Regions from separate parts of the Arachis hypogaea genome. Here regions 1 and 3 are each linked to region 2. The links are chromatin contacts, called in public Hi-C maps. All regions are on one chromosome and are shown on one strand. Each heading gives the region's core, a stretch centred on a gene start, on an enhancer-like site or on the middle of the called end of the contact. The rest is flanking DNA. Distances are from core to core; before and after follow the strand shown.

Region 1 (3,830 bases), core at 154-2,653, 430 kb before region 2:
CATCTATGTGACATTGTTTGGGTGTGCATACTGCACTTGGTTTGCCTTTGTGATTACTTGTGATTAACTGCTAATTGTTCTACTTGCAGTAACTGTTTATTTGTGCTTGAACTTTCCTATTTGTGTTTGCGACTGAGATTGTATTGGACTATAGTGATTGGTTGTTGTTTGGGTTGTTTGGGCCTAGAGTCTTGGTTGATCATGAGGTGGGCCGAAGGCCATGTTTGGTTGATGTTTCTGGTTTGGAAAAGTATGAAAAACTAATTTGGACCAGTATAGATAAACCTTTTGAAAGGCTTTTGAATTTTCAAGAAATGAACAGTTCCTCTTTCAGAAAAGATTTCAGATTTTTCTCTTATAGTAAATTGTTGTTTTGAAAAGACGCATAAGGGAGTTATTAATCACTGTAACGATTTTATCCCGCGTATCCTATTATAGTAATTCTGCAACCCTATAGTGAGAACCCTTTCGAGGATGATGTTTTCACTCCCCTACAGATCTTCTCTTTTCAGGTTACAGACGATGAAGTTCAGAAGATATTTATTTATTTTCTGTCAGACGATATTTTTGTATTGTTTTAGTAGTTATGTCTCCCTCGCCTTTAACTTTGCAAGTCTTGTAAGAGGGATAGGATTTTGATTTGAGGTGCTTGTAAATTAACATATATATATATATGTGTGTGTGTGTGTGTGTGTGTGTGTATTTCCGTTGGGTATTGTAACTTATATTGTATATATGGATGTACGTTTCATAACTAAAGTTTTTTCGCAGGGGTATTGCGGTTTAAAGTTTTAAATATACTCATATTTTAGTAATTAAATAGTATAAGAGTCGTCGTAATATCCGAGCTATCAGAGTAGCGCAGCCGGAAGCGTGACTTTTGATAATTAGGGTGTTACAGGTGCGGGTGCGGTTGTTCGAGACTGTTTGGGCCAAATCCTAGCTGAAGCAACATGGCCTATTAATCCTACACTTGAAGCCCATGAAGCAGAGGCTCTTGCGATTTATTTGGGTATGAAATTAGCAAAGGAGTGTTGGTTTTTGGGGATTATTGTGGAATGTGACCGTTTTTTGGGGCTTTTGTGGCTGATGCTTTGTCTTTAGTGAGTGAGTTTAGATTAGATTTGTGCCTTTTAATCATGTTAAAAGAAATGGGAATAGAGTTGTCCATGAACTAGCAAAAATAGCCATTACCAAATACCAATCCAAATATTGTGTGGATGGAAGAGGTTCCTCATCATGTTCAAAATCTTGCCTGGCTAGAAATCATAGCCCCTGTGGAATGAACACCCTCTTTCCCGTCAAAAAACAAAGTATTTGGTAGCCACCGCTTCCTGTCAACAAAAACCAAATATAAAAGAGAACCTTAATATCATTATGAAGGCCCAATAAAATTTTCCCTTTGGACCTAAGTTGGGCTTCAGGCTTTTACCCTATCTGTAGTGTCTTGCTGCCACCGTGTCAAGGGCCTGACCAAGATGAATTTATCATGATTGCTAAAAAAAAAAAAAAAGAAGAAACAGTTGCTCCTGAACTGATTTTGTTTTTGTCAAAAGCAAGTCCGGTCCTACTCACGACAAAAGAAAAAATGAAAAAACAAGAAGCGACCAAAGATTTGAACAAGTAAAAATAAATAAATAAATGAAAAGAGAAAAAGAAAAAAAAAGGGTAAGAATCTATAGTACTCAAATAGATCATAGATGAGAATGGCTTGGAGATAGTTTGTGGTTCAAGAAACGGGTAGTTCTCAATAAACAATTTTATATAGAGATAATTATATATGAATTTTTATTAGATAAAATTTTGAAATTAAAAATTAGCTATGATGTATGAACACTTACATAAACACAAAATACAACACAATATGAAATATGTCGATACATAAATTTTAAAATTTTATAAGATACAGTAATACGTATATATAAAAATATAAAATATAACTAATATTAAAATATAAATTATTTTTTTAATTATTTTAATATCTTATTTTAATTATATAAAGTATTTATAATATTTTTTATTTTAATAAATAATAATATATACTATTTTTAAATTTATTTTGAAAATATATGTTAAGAATAAGGCTACACGCTGACACATAATGATATTTAGATGTGTCTAAGTGTGTATAGAAAAGAATTTTTTATTTTTTAATAAGACACGATTAGACATAGCAGACATTTTTATCGAAAGAGTGTCGTGTTTGAAATATGTCCGAGACGTTGACACGACAACTCAAATAAGTGTCTCTACTTCATAAAAAATAAAAAGATTTTCTTTTTATTTAGTTATTTTTTTTTTCAGTTGGAATCCCTTTAAAAGAGAGGAGGGAGGGGGAATTCATTTTTAATAATTGATTATTTGAATGGTTCATTACTTTATTAAAAAAACATATAAAGCATTATAATAAGTTACTTAGTAGTTAACATTGATAGTGGTAGGTGGTTATGAATATTGAGGGGGGCAGCCCTGATGAAGAAATGGTCCCAAGAAAACACTAATCCACAGCAGCCCATCCGCTGAATGTCCGTTGTTCACCCTACACACACCATCATCACTCCTTTCATTACTCTTTCTCTAGTCCCATTCATTCATCTCTCTCTCTCTCTCTCTCTCTCTCTCTCTCTCTCTCTCTCTCTCTCTCTCTCTCTCTCTCTCTCTCTCTCTCTCTCTCTCCAACTTGCTTGCTACTACTTCCACAAATTAAAACCATCTATTAATCATATCATATCGTATTCTTATTTATTTATAATTTCACCTGAATAAATTCTACCCCCTGCATATAGATACATATGGTTAGACACATTTAATTTAATACTATTTATCTACTACTAGTATATATATATTTATTATTTCATGCTGTGTACTTCTTTTTCTTTCTTTGTGCCACCGCAACCCACATCACTTAGATCGGACCCCTCATTTTATGCTCCAATGTCAGGCCACGCACACGAGTGTATCACCATATGTTTTAACAATTCCACCTACCAAATTATATTTATATATAAATAAATATAATATCATTTAATTTGCTACATCATTTTCATCATCATGTATATATGTATATATTCTGTATATATAGTCCTTCCAATTAAATTAATTAGTCATCTATCTATGTTGGACATCACCTTTTTTTTTTAATAAATGGACATGAGTATATGGGGGCTTGCTATATCATATTGTAAGATATCTGAAATGAAATGTGTATGTGTCTTGTTAAAATTAATATATGTTTAGACATAAGGGTACAAACAATTCCATCTGCTTTAAATATATTGTCAGATATGCATATATTCAACTAACATACAGGATAATAATAATATTAATGTATAGTTAAATTCATTACAGTTACAACTATAAATTCAGATATAGCATTTATAAGACGTGGGGATCGCTTATATGGAGAAGAGTGTACAAGTATAAAGTATATATATATATACACATAGATGCTCATCACTCAAATTGTCAAAGGGAATGGATATATAGGGTTTATATTTTAATAAAACATAAACAATTCGGACAAATTAAAGATGTCAACAAAAAATATACAATCACAACGAAAACAATTTTCAAATAACATTTATTCCATTTTAATGACCATATGAGTGGTTAACATGAAATTGGGACCACAATTCCTTTTTTTTCCTTTTTCAAAAAGGTAGAAAATTAAAGCCTCCATAGTAGTGAGTTTCGTCAACTATTTCAATTCTTGTCCGTCCCTACTGCCTATCTTAGTCATCGGAACTAATTGTAATGAATTTATGTTTTCTGATCTCTTTTTAATTAACGGTTGAATTATTTTCTTCTGTTTTCAAAATTATGAATTATAT
Region 2 (3,940 bases), core at 179-2,678:
GTCTATAATTTTTCTAAAAGAAAAATGTTTAATTAAAATTGTGATGAAGCTATCACCCCATCCAGGCCCCCATTAAAGTTGAGATGATATGATGTGGGATTTGATTTGACTTTATTAAATTATATAAGTTAAAAAAGGAGCTGGTTATATTCTTAGATTGACATTTAATGCGTCCAACATATCATAGAAGTTATTTATCTAAAAAATACTTATTTTAAGAATTATTTAAACTATTATTTAAATAAATGATTATATAACTATCATTTTCTTATTAAACCTTAGTTTATAGAAGTAAAACTTACACATATAACTTAGAAATACACATTATTATGCCTTGTCTTGAAAATTTTAAAGGTGGCCAGTTATTTTCAAATCTCTGGTCCATTGAATGTAACAAACTCACAACAGTAGATTTGATTTAAACATTTGAACAGTAATTAGAATGCATAGCACGAAAATGGAGCAATCATTAGTCATAGTCCATAAATAGGCTTATATAGGAAACGGAAAGGTTTGAACAGAAAATTCAAGAACGGGGTATACAAAACAAAAGGATAAGTCTAGTTAGATACCAAGTTAGAGAAACCTCATCAATCAATAATACATGTAACTTTATTTTTTTTTTAAAATGAAAAAAAAAATAAAAAAAAGGGTTACTAATATGTGTTTGGCTCCAGATATAAATCTGAAATAAATGTAAAAAATGGAAAAGGGGTCGGAGATGAAACGTGGCTATCACGGATTTAGTCACCTGATTAAAAGAAATTCTTGTACACTTTTATAATATATTTAACGTGTACCTAAACTTAAATGTATCTATATATAATAACTTTTTAATGTATTATAAGAGTTAAAAATTATAGTAAGTTATACTATTTAGAGTACAGAGTACACTTATAAACCTACTTAAATTGGTCGAGTGATTAATTTACTCGTCCGTTAAAATAAATATCGAAAATTTAAATCTTATTTTGTGTATACAATAATTTGTTAGTCAATAATAAATTTTTAAATAAAATTTAAATCTTCAATAAATTAATTTTGGCCAGTTAAATTGAGAATACTATTAAAAATATATAAAAAAAATACAATCTATAATTTCTCTTAGCAAATTTTTAGCTGCTTTGAATGAGATTCTAATTACTATTCAAATTTTACGAAATTACATTATGTTTGGAGCCGTATCCAAAACTATAGTAAGAATAAATAATACATTAATATTGTGATTTTTTAATCCATTATTTAATATATTCTCAAATATTTTCAATTAATATTCGAGGGTCAAAGAAAGCGTTGAGAGACATGTGAATGTGAGTGCAAAAAGAAAAGGGTTAAAGGTCTTTCATTCACAATACAATATACAATGCATGGTCCCCTACTATTAGGTTGAGTGGTTCAAAGTGGCACTCCTTTTTTTTTTTTCTTTTTTGAAGTAAGCAAGTACTGCATAGTAAGTAGAGTTAGGGCATGTGTGTAAATCAGCATGCGAGAACTATGTTAACCCCACCAATAATCACCTCGCAGCTACTTCATTCCAACATTGCCCCTTACCTTCCACCCTTTTACAATGCAAATCCTAATTCTTTTTTTCATGATTGAAATTATATAATGTTAATATATATATTGGTCTAGATTTTTGGATATTATTAGTCTATTTTAGATTTCTGTTAAAAATTTAATAATTTATGTATCATCTTTTTATCAATTTTAGAGGAAATGATATTATCATGATATAATATTAAAACTTTTATGATTAAAAGATCTAGAATTTAAACTTTATTATTTCTTAAAAAAAATAATAAAGTAAAACAAATATAAAGAAAAAATAGAACTTATACAAAAAATTCACACAAACTCAAAAAAAAATTCTTACGTGAACCTTTTTTATAATCACATTTATTTCAATTTTTCGACACATTTTAAAAAAACGTGTCAAAAAATGAATTTTTTTGAATATACAAAACAACTTCATAAGTTTTACTGTTGTATCTTAGATGACAGATTATAATAACCATAAAAAAATCTTTTTAGATAACAAGTCTATGCAATATTTGAACATACTTATATATATAATAAGATGTGAGGACTCATAAATAAGTGAATATATCTTAAAATATATTAGATTCATTTTAATTATAAGGAGTAGTCGCATCATTCTCTCCTTTTTCCCAATAAACTCTAATACCTTCTTCTTGGTTGATATATCTTTTTGAGAAGGATAGGGCAGGGTGCAAAATTTCAGAGACCCACTTTATGATTAAGTACTAGTAATAATAAGAGGGCTACTTTGCAAAAAGACTAATAATTATTTAAGAAACTAGGACCATATCTCATGGGAAGTGATTGTGGTATGAAAGGGTGGGACATTAATGTTGGGAAAGTCAGTCTTATCCAACGATGAATGTGGTAGGGTAAGGCAATGTTACTAGTTTTTTTGTGACTTTGGATCATTGTATATATATGCATCTTATTACAACAATTTCCAATAAACCTTTCTCTAAAGATAATCCAACTCACAACATTCTGGTAACAAAATATACACTCAATAATTGGAAAGAATGCATATGCAACATTAAGGTAATGTATAAGTTCGGTATGAAAAAGTGTTTTTGGATTATTGTTGAGTTTGCTCATAATTAATGTTGTTGTGTTAATAATTCAAATCTTCAAGTTCCTTAGGCATTTAGATGATATTATCAATATTACTAATCAAGTGGTAATTTTTCTTTCATGAAACTTTAATTAGTAGATTTGACTTCGAATAAAAGTACTATTAGTATTTTGAATAATTTTTTTTTTCAGAAAATTTCGGCTTAGTATTGCTAATTAATTGAAATTTTCGTGCTTTGGGACCAGAAATTAGAAATCCCATGTTCTTTGTGGAATGTGCTGTGTGGACCGACGTGCCCATTAAGGAATGCCTCCATCGTTTATTGGGCTTATGCAAAAATATTTTGGATCAAGAACAACAATATTGGTTGGTCCAGTTTTACTTGAGGTTACTGCCACAAAAGAATACAAATCATTCTCCTATGTATGACAAAAAAAAATATTAATAAAAATATGAACAGATATGAACTAATAAAAAAGAAAACACTAACCACCGAAAATTTGTAAAGATTAAGAAAGGGTATAAGATTACAAATACAATGAGTAGAAATTTTAAATTTTTTATCTTAATAAATATATAATAAGTAGAATAAAAATTTGAACTCTGTATATCTTTTATAAAAAAATTTTAATTAGATAATCTTAATATGTGTTAATAAAATGTTTTAGAATATATGTTAGTTAAATCTACTTTTTAATCATATAAAAAACAGTTTTTTTTTAAATATTTAGAGAACTTTAACCAATACCCATAAAGTAGTAAAATTGTACTCATCACATTTATATTTAATGAAATTATACATTCTATCACAACTAATATTAAGAGGAGTATGATTCACTTATTAAGTGACTGTGTTGTTGTGCAATAACTTTTCTCGTAGAGTTATGTGGTGAAGAAGTCAAGTGCAACTTTATTATAGATTTCTCAATTTTTCTTGATATTAAAAAAAGTTTATTGCATGAATGTTTGTTATCCATTTTTCATGGCTGAGTTCAACGTTTGAGACTTTGAGTTCTTATGAAGTGATTGTGGTTTTCTCTTTTCTTCTTTAATTTAAAGATATGTATATATATTTTTTAATTTGGAGACAAGTAGACAACCTCTTCAAGCTAAGGCCAACTGGGCATTAAATATGGGGTCCGTATCAAGTAATTAAGTTTTGAATTATAGTTCGCCACACGTGCTGGACTTATTCTTTGTAGGCTTCTCTATTTAATATCAGCGGGTTTAAATTGATGGTTGATAACCAAGTTAAGTTGGCCTTCAAGCAAGTGTTTTGAATTTTATTTTGTGTATATATAGTAATTTATTGATTAATAATAAATTTAT
Region 3 (3,867 bases), core at 1,333-3,832, 350 kb before region 2:
AGAATCATTGAAGGAGTGGCAAATTTGTGGAGGAACTGTGACCACTCACCCAAGCTGAACATAGCCATTCCAAGACCAGCATCAGACAGTATGGAGATTGATTTCTCTATTATTTTTGGCATATGCACATGCCACCTGCAATCAATCAATTAATTAATCATAATCAAAGTCTTAACTAACTAACCTAGCTAGTATCTTCAAACTATAAAAGCAATTACCACAGTAAGAAGTCGATATTTACCTAAAGGCCACCAGGGACCAAATGACACCAATGAGGCTGGAGTAAGTGTTGGGATTACGGATAAGCTTCCTCCACACCATGATCAGTATCAGGCGCGTCATCACACTCGCTGGAGGCATGTGTTTTGACACTCCAACCCCCGCCGCTCCGGTTGCCTTTGGGTGCAACTCCGCCGGCGAACTCGACCCCAGTTTGTTCAGCCCTCCGGGACCCTCTTTCTCCCCTTCTTCCTCTCCTTGCTCCCCATCTACTTTCCCTGTTGGGAACTTCAACTCTTCCCCACCAAACTCACCTTCCACTGTCAACCCATCAATATGTATGATTCTCCTCCCTTGTCAAATTACATAAACAAACTTTAAAAAAGAAAAAGGAAGCAAATATACCTTTGTTGGATTCCCCATTTTGAGGGTGCTCGTCAGCAACCAGCATCCTGATCTCCTTCGCGCCTTGATCGGAGCGACCAGACTGATCGGACGCTCCAAAATCCGCGCTGCCAAACACGTGAAGCCCGCCAGTTTCTGAAACCGGCGAAGCGCTGGAGCTCCACACAAACATGTGGAGCTCCTTTGCATCATGGCTCGCTTTAGCACCAGCAGCAGCACCGCCGCTACCAGGTTGAGCCTGAACCAACTGCTGCCCCTGTGGCTGTGGCTGAGGCTGAACCTGTGGGGGAGGAGGCGGAGCTGCCACTGGTGGCACTTGTGAATTCTTGACGCTCTTGCTGCTCAAGCTGGCAGCGAATTCTGGATTGGGAGCTGGGTACGAAGCGGGAACTGTCTGCGCCGGGTAAAACCCGAACCTCGGGGAGCTCATGTTCTCTTCGAAGTTGGAGGGACGCGGCGTAGGCCCCCGCGAAGTGGACTGAGCGGAGTATAAGTCATTAGCACCAAAGTTAGAATGCCTCGGCGGGTGGTACCCCATCATGGAGTAAAAATCTGCGTGGTTGAAGTTGGACCCTCGCGGCGTCGGATTCCGGGAACTGCTAAGGCTGTAAATCTCGGCGCCGGTTAGGTTCGACGGACGCGGCGTCATCATGAACGACCTTCGCGACGCGTTAGACTTCCTCACAGTAACATGAAGCTTACCGTCATCACCAACCTCCGCATCGGTCTCAAGAAAATCTCTACCGTCGAGCGAAACCACGTCGGAGTCCACCTTAAAGGACACAATAGAAGCCGCGGTTTCCGGAAACTGCTCCATAATAAGCAGCTTGGCTCCGCGGTACTCGAAGAGAAAGAGTAAGAGAGTGTACCATATGATACACTGGAGCACCACCACCTGAACCATGAGTTGGCCGGAGTAGTCGCCGTACATGGCGATGAGGAGTGGGATCCCCATGACAAGAGTGTTGGGCAATGTGGAGAGGGAGAAGATGGTGATCATCCACTCGAGGCTTCCGTTGGCGGTGAAGTTGGTCCATATGGCCAAGGCAAAGAGCATCATCACCTTCTGTAGCGTGTCGGCGGCGATGAACCGGAAGTTCATCTCGTAAGGGTTGTTGGAGGATATGAAGTGGAAAGAAAGCAGCGGCACGGCGAAGATCGCGACAAAACGGTTGATCCCGGAGCACTGGTCCGGCGAGAAAATCTTCCACCACCGGACGGAACCGTACGCGAGGATCATCGCCACGTACAGCGGAACCACCGCTGTTAAGACGCTGTATAGGTCCTTCCAGCTTATCATCTTTTCTTTTCTTTTTGTCTTTCTTCTTTTTGATTAAGTTTTGAGAGAGAGTTTGGTTAATGGTGGAATGGCATGAGCTTGGAAATTAGGGAGAGCCTGGAGGGTAAAATAGGAATAAAAATTGAAACAGAAAGAAAGAAATGAAGAAACCGTTAGATAACTAACTAGTAGTAAGTGGTTTAGGAGGGTTGGGGTTGGTTCAGTGATCTGTTCTCTCTGCTGATTTTGCTGAAGGAATTTTAGAGAGAGAATGTGAAGTCTGAGACAGTGAATTTACAAAGATAAAGGTGTAGGTTGGGAAGAGTATATATAGGCAGTGACGCAGGTAGAGAGAGAAAGGGGGTAGTCATCACTCAAATTACACTCATACGTAGATAATAGGATGTAGAAGAAGATGTAGCCATATGTGTGCGTATAAAATAAAGCAATAAAGTCACGTATTTTTTAACGAAGAAATATTATATTTTATTTTCTGAATATTTATTTATATACTTTTTTATTGTTATACTAAAAATGATTGATAAGAAAGGAAACAGGAAAAAAAATTATTTTTAATAATATACAAATAGATATAAAAATATACAAAAATACATATTATATAGAAATAAAATTCGTATATATCTGATGGTAATTTATGATATTGTTTTGGAAATTAAAGTGAGTGATTATTGATGAGCATTGAGCAATATTGGGCTGGGTTTAGGGTGGGGGACCAATGAGAAGTTGAGTTAGGAAGTAACCGCCCGCTATAGTTAAGGGTAACCCAGGATGGGAGGTGCATAAAGCTAAATGTTGCATGCTAGCAATGGATCGTGTGGTGGGGAATAACGGAGTATTAAATCTGGTGTTGAAAACTTTTGAGTTCGATCTGTTATCGTGTTCATTTTTCGTACTTTTATTTTGAAAATAAAAAAATTGTGAAACCAAGATTTTTTATTATTCTTTTGCTTCATCTTAAATATAAAAATCAATCAAACCCTCTATTTTTTCTCTGCTTGATTATTTATCTTTTCACCATTTAAATGAAGCTCAATTGAGGGACAAAGTTTCTGATATAGAGCATTTTATATCAGATTTTTGGAAAAGACTCAATGAATACATGTTGAAATTAGGCCTCACAATACAGCTCGTATTCATGGGTATCCCACTCGTCTCAATTTGATCTAGATAGATTTTGCACAGAATGAGTTTCTATTCGGATTGAGGTAGGACAAGATTAAAATTTATGTATATCTATTCCCATATATATATATATATATATATATATATATATATATATATATTATATCGGAACCATTCCGACAAAAAGATGTTTAAAACATTTTTTTAAAGATGCTTTTTATTAATTAAAATTTAACATATATAATCGATTAAATCGAATTATTTTTGTTAAAATTAGGTCAAACAAATTAATTTAATCAAAAAATAGTTAATCAAATTTTAAATCAGTCTAAATTAATATTATTTTTTATAAAAAATTATTACAATACTCCTATTGTAGAAAATAACTAAAATATTCTTATTATATATATTTTGAGAATCTTAAATTCTAACTTTTTTTTTCTTTTTCGTCGTAAAGTTAAAATTTAAAATTTTTAAAATTAATTAATATATATAAAATAAGAGTATTTTAGTTATTTTTTATAATAAGAATATTATAGTTATTTTTTATTAAAAAAATATTAATTTGTACCAATTTAAAATTTAATTTATTAATTTTTTGACCAAACTAATTTGTTCAGTCTAATTTTAATAAAAATAACATAATTTAACTGGTTATATGTGTTAAATTTTAATTTAAAAAAACTTTTAAAAAGGGACATTATTTTATCTAAGTGGCTATATATATAAAAGTAGGAATGAGGTGAGTAACTAGCTGAGTGAATTTGGGATAGAATTTTATATCCATAAATAATAATGAGACAGAGTTTAAATAAAATAAA

Evidence for each region. Hi-C and Micro-C count contacts between places; a contact is called where the count stands out from the background.
Region 1: a contact with region 2 is called in a Hi-C map of leaf, with 2.7 times the contacts expected there. The contact joins two enhancer-like sites. A contact is called at or near these places in 2 of 8 Hi-C or Micro-C datasets (both in leaf).
Region 3: a contact with region 2 is called in a Hi-C map of leaf, with 4 times the contacts expected there. The contact joins the promoter of LOC112796751 here to the enhancer-like site in region 2. A contact is called at or near these places in 2 of 8 Hi-C or Micro-C datasets (leaf and an unstated tissue).

What each region holds. Positions count from the first base shown.
Region 1 is chr4:52,818,673-52,822,502 of arahy.Tifrunner.gnm2.J5K5, forward strand. No RefSeq gene overlaps it. Among protein-coding and RNA genes, the nearest start is that of LOC112794284, 12 kb to the left of the region's middle. Within about 2 kb of position 1,404, at least 3 of the 3 cell types and tissues checked have open chromatin away from gene starts, as enhancers often do.
Region 2 is chr4:53,251,108-53,255,047 of arahy.Tifrunner.gnm2.J5K5, forward strand. No RefSeq gene overlaps it. Among protein-coding and RNA genes, the nearest start is that of LOC112798414, 83 kb to the left of the region's middle. Within about 2 kb of position 1,429, at least 1 of the 3 cell types and tissues checked has open chromatin away from gene starts, as enhancers often do.
Region 3 is chr4:52,899,567-52,903,433 of arahy.Tifrunner.gnm2.J5K5, forward strand. LOC112796751 (auxin efflux carrier component 4) reads right to left here and starts at 2,583. Exons shown (of 6, transcript XM_025839347.3): 1 at 625-2,583; 2 at 242-539; 3 at 50-135. The coding sequence starts at 1,924.